Linked DNA regions of Mus musculus: all the other regions are linked to region 2. Evidence: chromatin contacts called from public promoter capture Hi-C data. All regions are on one chromosome and are shown on one strand. Each heading gives the region's core, a stretch centred on a gene start, on an enhancer-like site or on the middle of the called end of the contact. The rest is flanking DNA. Distances are from core to core; before and after follow the strand shown. Region 1 overlaps Glp2r (glucagon-like peptide 2 receptor). Region 2 holds the start of Myh3 (myosin, heavy polypeptide 3, skeletal muscle, embryonic). Region 3 overlaps Gas7 (growth arrest specific 7).

Region 1 (3,112 bases), core at 47-2,546, 640 kb after region 2:
TGAGATACTTCCCAGTGCTTGAAGCTCTCTGGGGAGGAAATTTCACCAAGTCCTTTCTTCTCCATTCCAGAAGCCCCATTTGATGTCAACATCAAATGGTTAATTTGAAGTTGAAATTGGTTAATTCTTTTTTGGTTTGGTTGGTTTGGTTTGGGGTGGAGGTGGTCTTGTTTCTGTTTGGTTTGGTTTGGCTTTTGTTTTGGTTTGTTTTGGTTGGTTGGTTGTTGTTTTTTTCTGTTTAGTCGGTTTCTTGTTAGTTTTGTTTGTTTGTTTGTTTTGTTGTTTTTGTTTTGAGCCAAGGTTTCTTTCTGTTGCCTTGGCTGTCTTAGGACTCACCCTGGAGATGTAAGCCAGGCTGGCCCCGAACACATAAAAATCCACCTGCCTCTGCCTCCAGAGTGCTTGGATTAAGGCATGTACCACCACTGCCCAATTAAGTTGATTAATTCTAAGACTACTACTGAATGGAGACTTTGGCCATGCCTATACTATTGCCTGAGGTCTGTTGCTTTACTGGCCTTTGCCCCTAAGCCACGCCTCTCCACATCCTTACCCCTCCTCAGTCTCACCCTCCTTCGCTTTGGGCCAGAGCACTCTAGGCTTGCTTTAAACTGCAGAATGCAGTGAAGTCATCACGATGCCAGCTCCAGACCTCAGCATTAAAATGCCAGCAGCCCCCTTTTCCATGCTCTTGGGAGCCCTGAGCTGCCACCTAAAAAGCAGTCACTTTGTGGAGAGATCACAAGGAAAGAATTGTGGAAAGCCAGAGACCCTCAGACCAAGTGGAAGAAAGAGACATAGTTGATAGTGCAGAAAAAAGAACAAGCCAGAGGTCCTAGGAAGTCGAATCAAATGAAGCTAGCCCCAGCTCAGGCTGTTGTGAGTGTGTGAAGAAGCCATAGGGCCCCAGCAGACTTCATCACATCAAAGCTTAGCTACCTCCAACCCCATGTCCTATCTAGATGTCTAACTCCAACCAATGTCATGGTTGAAGGCCACACTAAGCTGTGAACGTTAGCAGTGGTGAAACAAAGCATCCAGGCCACCAAAACTGCTGTTTCTAGTTTTGGTGCATACACATCTGTTTGGATTAAGAGACTCTTGACCTGGACTCTCTTCTCCCTACCCTAGTAGTATTGTGTGCAGGGTTTACATGCCACAGGATGCATGGGCGTGGTCCTCTTTGTACGGTGCTCTGCAGATAACACAGCCAAAAATAGGCCCATAATAAAAGGCTTCAAGGTGACACCCACAGTTAATATGGTCATGAGTCACACCACCTACTACAGTCCAGGAACAAGACCGATTTTCTCTTCTGCATCACTGAATCATGCCGGCAAGATCTAGACAACACTTCCCCATCTGTACACCCTCGAATGTCACAGAGCCTCACCAATAGAGCCCACTGATACTAGAAGAGTGTGTTGGTCCCCAGCTCTGCTCAATTCTCTGTTTGGACCCTGTGTGTCTTTCTTCTCTGAGCCAAGGTATGAGTCAGACTACTTACATGGAAGGAGCTCAGGGTCAACTGGATGAAGAGACGAATAAGTCTTGAAAATCCTTGAACTTGGTCGTCGGTGAAGAAAGTGAAGAGGAACTCATGAACCCCCATCAAAAGAATGAGGAGCAGGGTTGATTTTGCCAGTCTGCAAATAATACCAAGAATTGGTCATGAGGGTCTCGCTGGGACTATGTAACAAGTCCTGCTGACTGTGTGCATCTGTAAGGCAAATCTCCCGCTCTTGGTGAACAGATAGTTTGTCTTTTGTGACCTTAGTTACTCTTGTATCCCTGTATGTAACAAATACTCAGGGAGCATTTATGGAATGAATGGAGGAACCATCCCCAGTAGGATATCACGCCTACAGATATTGATGTGTCTGATGGATGATACCCGTCTATGCAAGCAGCTGCCACCCTTAGGTACCACCCAAGTTTGACAAGTTTTCAAGTAGGTCCTGATACTGCTTTCTCTCCCCAGAAACTCAGCACTTCCAACATCAACCTCAGACAAGAAAGAAAATGAGTTGCCCAGGGCCACGGAGACACCAGTAAGTTATCCCCAGCCTGGAAGTGGGGCCTGCCCTTTGCTGTCCCTCAGTCCTGTGACAGACAGCAAGAGCCACAGGAAGTGGAAAACTGATCCTCCTCGTAAAGCACACTAGAGTACACAGTGTGGAGGTTGGCGGTTGTTTACAGTCTACACACACACAAAAAGACAAACATTCCTTTGTACCACCCACGAGCAAAGTACACAGCTGGGGACCAATTGCTCCAAACTGGTGAATCCCAAGCACGGCTGGCTATTGAAATTCCTTTCAAGACCTTGAAGAAATATACAGTGGGTCTTCAGAATGTGTAGGGTCTGCAATGAAAGATCCAACCAACTGTAGATTGACTGACATGATTTCTTCAATTGTGTCCATATTGAACTTACACAGATTTATCATTTATCTCTAGACATTGCAACACTGCAACTATTTACACAGTATTCACACTGCTTCGTGTACTAGATATAATCCAGAGATGATGTAAGGTATATAGTCATGGAGAAAAGATAGATCAGCAGTTAAGAATGCTTGCTCTTCTTCCAGGGGACCCAGGTCCCAGCATCCACATCAAGTAGCTCACAGTCACCTGTAACTCCAGCGCCAGGGAAACTGATGCCTTCTTCCAGTTTCCATGGATACCTGCACACATCTGACATGCACCCACATAGATGTATGCATGTAAAAATAAAACTTAAAAAATAAAGTATAATGAAAGGATGTCAGCACCTCAGGTGGGTTCTGGAATTGGTCTCCTGTGTCCTTTATTAAGGGACATCTTTCTAGGTCTCAGTGTGGACACCCTGAGGCCAAACTTAGGGAGGCTGTCCCCTGAGAGTGCGACGTTTTACAGAACTCCACAGTGGACTCTGGGGAGTGGTGGAGGCTGAGAAAGGCCTCACTTTACCACCGATCTGCTTCTTGATTTGAAGCTAACAGAATTAGCAAAGGTGACTCATGTTCAGGGAAAACAAACTAAACTGGTGTCTAATCCACACTAGAGGGGAAAAAACAGAGCTTAATTGTAATGTGTTTTAAACCCAAGTACTTAAAGAGCTAGAGTA
Region 2 (2,973 bases), core at 76-2,575:
TAAATCTTGGAAGGGAATGTGTGAAGGCTGTATGACTCATTGCCCACAAAATGGTTTATGTTGGGGAAAGACTATCTTCCGATTCCACTCTGCCTTTTTGAAGAGTCCTCAATAGGAAAGAACATACAGAGGATGTTTAATAATGGTCCCTATGGCCGGGCGGTGGTGGTGCATGCCTTTAATCCCAGTACTTGGGAGGCAGAGGCAGGCAGATTTCTGAGTTCGAGGTCAGCCTGGTCTACAAAGTGAGTTCCAGGACAGCCAGGGATACACAGAGAAACCCTGTCTCGAAAAAAATAATGGTCCCTATGAAGACTTTGGTCCTGCTTTCTCCCTTCTTCCCTTACCAGTGTATGGGTAGGCTGTAAGAGGACAGTCCATATTCTCAAATGGGATGTATTGGCATGAAGTTCTCTATTAAATGAACAACCATGACCCCATACAACTCAGACCCTCACCACAAAGACTGGACCAGGAAAGAGAGGAATGGAAATGGACAAAAATGTCAACTGTACCTTAATTCTCTTGTTAAGGTTTAATTTTCCAGTCCTGATTTAGAAATGACAGCATCTGTTAGGCGATACCCATCCCCCCTTTCTCTTCAGGCCACTACCGTTCCCCTCGCCCCCTATCTAGGCTGGCAGCTGGCCTTTCCTAATTGGTAATATGTCTTGATAACCACAGGCCCCTAAGCAGCTGTCACTGTGAACATGGGCTGGTGGCATAGCTCCCTGTCATTTACTTGCTTGTTGGTCCTGCTAGTGCTTAAGAAAGGATTAAGTAAATAATTATAGTAATGAGACAGAAAGTAATGAGGGGAAGGAGAGAGATGGAGAAGGAGAAAAAAAAAACTATAATCCAACTGCACAAGTTTTACAGAGTTTGGCTCATAACCGTGAGGGGACTTCAACAAGTTCAATTCTACTTTATCTTCGATGAGCTTTCTAAGCAAATAGCACAACTGTGTGTCCCCTGTTCCCAAGTGGTAGTGGCTTCAGCTGATTTCAGGGTGGGATGGCCTGCAGGATGGAGCCAGGTAGGGGCTCCTAAAGCAAAGGAGATCCCATTGTGCTAGGTGGAGAAGCTACAGCCCTGAGTTCACAGAGCAAGGCATCTCAAATTCCCAGCTTTCTACAGTTGGAAAAAATGGTTTCGGACCCTGCTCATTTCTATATATACTTTTCCCTTGGCAACGGCGAAAAATACGTGTGGAGGGGGCCAGTTCTCAGCCTGTGGTGTCAGTCATTCTCTTTCCAAATATAGAGGAAGAATGAGCCCAGGGGGTTAGTGGTGGCCTATAAAAGCCCAGGGGGCAGCTCTCCTCTATGCTTCTCTCTGTCACAGTCAGAGGTAAGTCTTACACTTTCCTAGTATCTCTGTGGCATTTACTGCTTCTAGACCTGATTCGGCCACTGCCCTGGACTGTGGCCCTCCCTGGCTTTGTTATAGCAGGCAAGCCTCTTTTCTCTTCTCAAGGCGTTCTCAAGGAATACAGTAGAGTGAGATGCGAGACCCAAGAGCCCAGCATCCCACTGCCTCTAGCAGATCATCGAAGCTGGGGTCCTGCCCACCCTTTCTTTTCTCTGCTTGGGAAGGATCCTGTTGGACAGGCATGGGCCTGTCCACCATGGCTCCATGTTCTCCTGTTGCCTCTCTGATCCACAGAATGAACAGGGGACTCTGTGTTTCCTACCTGGACGCTATACCTGCTGGGTGTTTAGTGGCCTCAAGACTACATGTTTGCTTAACAGGTTTAAATTAGCCAATCTCAGCATCGTCTCCATTTTCAGATAACCAGGAGGCCTGTCCCCACCCGCTAACAGAAGCTTTTATTGGCAGGGACTCAGTCCATTTAGAATCCCTGCCCTGTTCACAATGAAGGATCTTGCAGTCTGAAGAAATTGTCAGAGTGGGCTGGAGGAGCCAACCTGCCAGGCAGTTGGTAGTTATGCCTAGCTGTAGACTATGATCTGTCTGCAGTCCTAGGGCTTGCCTCAGAGCTAAGGATCTTTCTGACTGTCTAGTCCTTTGTGTGTCTTAGTTGAGCCTCACCAAGGTCTGGTTCGTCACAGAAGCAGACATCACGGTGGCCACTAAACTCTGTGTGCATGCTCTTGCAGGTCCCATACGTCCACAACTGCTGCTGCTCTCTGCTGTCCTGCAGGTGTGACTCAGGTGAGCATTGGGGCCACATCCCAGAGCTTCAGGAAGTCTTCAGGTAAACCCAGATCACCCATTGCCCCCTCATGCCTGTGCCCCCGAGGAGTTACAGAGCTTAACGGAGAAGTGCAGGCTTCATCCTCAGGGGTGCGGCTAGAGGTTCCCATCTATTCTCTATGGTGGTTTGTTGTTCCTTTGTTTTTTGAGACAGGATCTCACTGTGTAGCCCCAGATGGCATTGAACTCTCTAGGTAGACCAGGCTGGCTTCAGACTCACAGAGATCCACCTGTCGCAGCCTCCGAAGTTCTGGGACTAAAGGCATAGACCACCATGCCTGGCCTTCAGTCTATTCTTAGCATGGGAGGCAGAAACCATGTCGATTCAAAACAGTTCAAAGCTGTCTCTGCCATTTTCTGCTTAGTATTCTCTCTTTAAGGAATTCTTTTACCTTTTTTTTTTCATGGAATGCCTTTACTTCTTTTTTTTTTTTCATGGTATTTAATTTTGAATGTTCTGTTTGCTCTACCCGTGCTTCTCAGAAAAGGAAGACATAGTGTCAAAAGTGGCATTTCAAAGGCCCCTTCACCAGGCTGAAAGAATGGAGATGCTTGGAGTAAATAGATTCTGTCTAAGCCCGTGGCATTCATTAGCAACTCAACAAATATGAGCGGATTATATTCCCAGTGCTGAACCCTTGTGTGAAGCGCCACTGGGCATGGAGCAGGCCAGACCTCCTTGACCCCGTCTGAGAGGCTTCCATTCATTGCAGGGTGGCAGGTTGATACTAGGATGGGCAGGAGGCTGCCAGCTGC
Region 3 (2,759 bases), core at 60-2,559, 590 kb after region 2:
ACCATCCACAGTGGGTCACAGAGTATATCATTCCAGTCCTCTGAGATGTCCAGAATAAGCAAAGCCATAGAGACAAAGCCCATGAGTTGGTGGTCAAGAGGGAAATGAGGAGTGGCAGTTAATAGGTGCATCTTTTCATTTTGAGTGTGTATATGTCTGCTGCAGCTGCTATAACAAAGTACCACAGGTTGAGTAGCTTCAACTATAGGAATTTGCCTGGGCCTGGTGGTACACATCTGTCTGTAATCCCAGCTCTCAGGGGTGGGGGAAGAGGTGGGAAGATCATGAGTTAAAGGCCAGCCTGGGCTACACAGTGAGATCCCTGTCTAGAAAAAGAACAGAGGAAAAAAAAAAGCTTCTATTTTGTCTCAGTTCTAGAGACTGGAAGTCTAAAGTTAATGATCCAGTAGGGTCGGTGTCTGACATGGGTTCTCCCTGGGGCGACGGATGGCTAAAAATCACCTCTCCCCCTCTGTCTGGGCTGGCGTAAAGAAGCGGCCCTACAGGGACAATAATCCTATTGGATTAGGGCTCTGCCCTCCAATCTTAACTACTACTCCATCCCCCACATCCTTGGTCAGAGTTTTAAGATATGAATCAGAAGGCTAAAGGGGAGGGGGGTAAATCACAAACTTTTATTCATGACAGGGTGACAAAGTGTTTGGACTCAACTACACTGTGGATGCTGTAAACACTTTTAAGTTGCTCACCTTAAACTGGATGATATATCACGTGTGATTTTCACCTCAAATGAAAAACAGTCAAGGCTCTTGGGAAGTCAGTACCAACAGAGTCCTCAGAGGACCCCTCTGTCATCCCATCCTGCTGGGGTGAACTTCAAGAGTGGCCCACAGGGGTTGTAGTTGTGAGAGAGGTGTGATGGCGAATCAGCTCTAATCTGCCTCATGGCTAGAGTCATCCTGGGACAGAGATTTTTGCCATCTGAATATGGTTCTGATTAGGGCTTCACATGTGCTGACTGCAGCCAAGCCACCTCCTCCCCATCAGCCACAGGAAAACCCAGCAGGGCCTGTGTCCCTCTTCAGACCTGAACATGGTTAGCTGTCTCCTGGCCTCTCCTACTGCCTTCTGAGCCTGAGACAAGGCAGGAAGCACACGGAAGTAGCCCTGCCACCAGGGAATGTAGCTTCCTTTGGGTCCTTGGCATCACAGTATGGCTCTGGAGGGCTTCCAGATCCCACCCCCTTGGCTTGGGCTCCTGCCAGGGACATTTTGTCCCGCCAGCACACAGCATATGCTCCTAAGATAAGCAGCCTGCTCCTCATGCCAGACCCAAATGCATGGGCACAGTCAACCACACAAGCTCAGGTGCATCACGTGCACACACCCAGGCAAACCTTTACCGGCAGGCACAAAGTATAACAGCGCTAGATCCTGCATCTGCAACACGGCTCTGGACGTTTGGCCCGGTGCACCTTGAAGGCTTTGTGTGGATGTGGGGGCTCAGAGACCACAGGACAGATAGGGTACACTTGAGCTATCTGGCAACTTAGATGCCCTATTCAGATCAGCTGTCACAAGGCCCGTGCATGCTGGCGATTCAGCAGCCTTCAAGGACTGCCTTTTGCCTTTTGCCCTCTCACGTGCAGGGTAACGATGAAATGTGGGTCATTCTTGGCTGGCGGTTTTGACAGGAGCCTGCATTTTGATCTGTTGAGCCACAGACTATACATGAAGATAGAATACACCAGACAGCTTCTCATTTGCCTCTTTCTTATTAGATGCCATCTTTGAATGAGGATTTCTAATGGCTTTCCCCTAAACAATTAAAGTTTGTTTTTAATGAACACATATTCATTTGGACCTACAGGGCCAAGTGAGGTAGTTCTGTACATTTGAAGTGCCTTAGAATGCTGAGGAGCAAGGACATAGTAGGCATAGGGCTGAGGCCATCTGGTAATAAGGAGTGTCACCCCCTCCACCTGGGGCATGCTATCCCTGCTAGTAGGACTGAAGTCACTATCCAGGATGCGAATGGCCCAGCCCCCACTATCCTTGAGCTAACAGTCTCAAGATGCCATACCTGGCCTTAGCCAGTTACCCCATGTGCTCGGCTGGCAGCCGACTTACAGCCCTGTAAGAAGAGGCTTGGCCCCTCCCAGGGCCTTTTCAGACTGTATGTCCAGAACCTTCTGTGTGTCACTCAGCTCCCATGGCAGCACCACCTCACTCCTGCAAGAGGGGTGGCTTATTGGCTGTCAGGTTGAAGCTAGGATCTGCATTGAAACCCTGTATGCATGGCATGAGGTGATGGTCAGAGTTCCTTTTTACCATGCTGTCTCCACACAGTTCTCCTAACAGCTGCCTAAGGACCAGAAACAGAGCTCAATGGTTGAACATTTGCCTGCTACATGGGAGGTCCCAGGCTGTGTTCTCTAGTGAAATACACAGGCATGCCCTTGAGGCTCACCAGCCTGCCCTATCTGTGTGGCTTTGAGTCGGAGACCCTTATGTGCATAATTTATAAAGAAAAGAAATTGTTTATGGTTCTGAAGGCTAGGAGGTCCAAGACCAAGGAGCTAGTATCTAGAGAGTGCCTATACATTGCCCTAGCATGTGGCAAAAGCCACCACATGCCAACAGCAAGGAGAGAAGACCACTTCAGAGCACCCGAGCATTTTGTTATGGCCTCAAGAGACCCACCTCTAAGTATTATTTATTTATTATTATTTGTATGACTGCACTGTCACTGTCTTCAGACACACCAGAAGAGTACATCAGATCCCATTATAGGTGGT

The links. Promoter capture Hi-C pulls out the DNA fragments that hold promoters and counts their contacts.
Region 1: a promoter capture Hi-C map of trophoblast stem cells shows a contact between it and region 2, with 2.8 times the contacts expected there. The contact joins the enhancer-like site here to the promoter of Myh3 in region 2. A contact is called at or near these places in 7 of 39 promoter capture datasets (the 3T3-L1 cell line, frontonasal cranial neural crest, hippocampal neurons and 3 more).
Region 3: a promoter capture Hi-C map of hippocampal neurons shows a contact between it and region 2, with 2.7 times the contacts expected there. The contact joins the enhancer-like site here to the promoter of Myh3 in region 2. A contact is called at or near these places in 10 of 39 promoter capture datasets (the 3T3-L1 cell line, 3T3-L1-derived adipocytes, cranial neural crest and 5 more).

The regions. Positions count from the first base shown.
Region 1 is chr11:67,720,450-67,723,561 of GRCm38.p6, forward strand. It overlaps Glp2r (glucagon-like peptide 2 receptor), which reads right to left. Exons shown (of 13, transcript NM_175681.3): 11 at 1,508-1,646. Among named protein-coding and RNA genes, the nearest start is that of Rcvrn, 27 kb to the left of the region's middle. Within about 2 kb of position 1,297, at least 14 of the 459 cell types and tissues checked have an H3K27ac peak or open chromatin away from gene starts, as enhancers often do. A contact at or near this core is called in trophoblast stem cells, where this site is marked.
Region 2 is chr11:67,076,975-67,079,947 of GRCm38.p6, forward strand. Myh3 (myosin, heavy polypeptide 3, skeletal muscle, embryonic) reads left to right here and starts at 1,326. Exons shown (of 41, transcript NM_001099635.1): 1 at 1,326-1,350; 2 at 2,165-2,175.
Region 3 is chr11:67,666,607-67,669,365 of GRCm38.p6, forward strand. The region is part of intron 8 of Gas7 (growth arrest specific 7); the gene reads left to right. It also overlaps a transcript of Glp2r not described here. Among named protein-coding and RNA genes, the nearest start is that of Rcvrn, 27 kb to the right of the region's middle. Within about 2 kb of position 1,310, at least 39 of the 459 cell types and tissues checked have an H3K27ac peak or open chromatin away from gene starts, as enhancers often do. A contact at or near this core is called in 3T3-L1-derived adipocytes and hippocampal neurons, where this site is marked.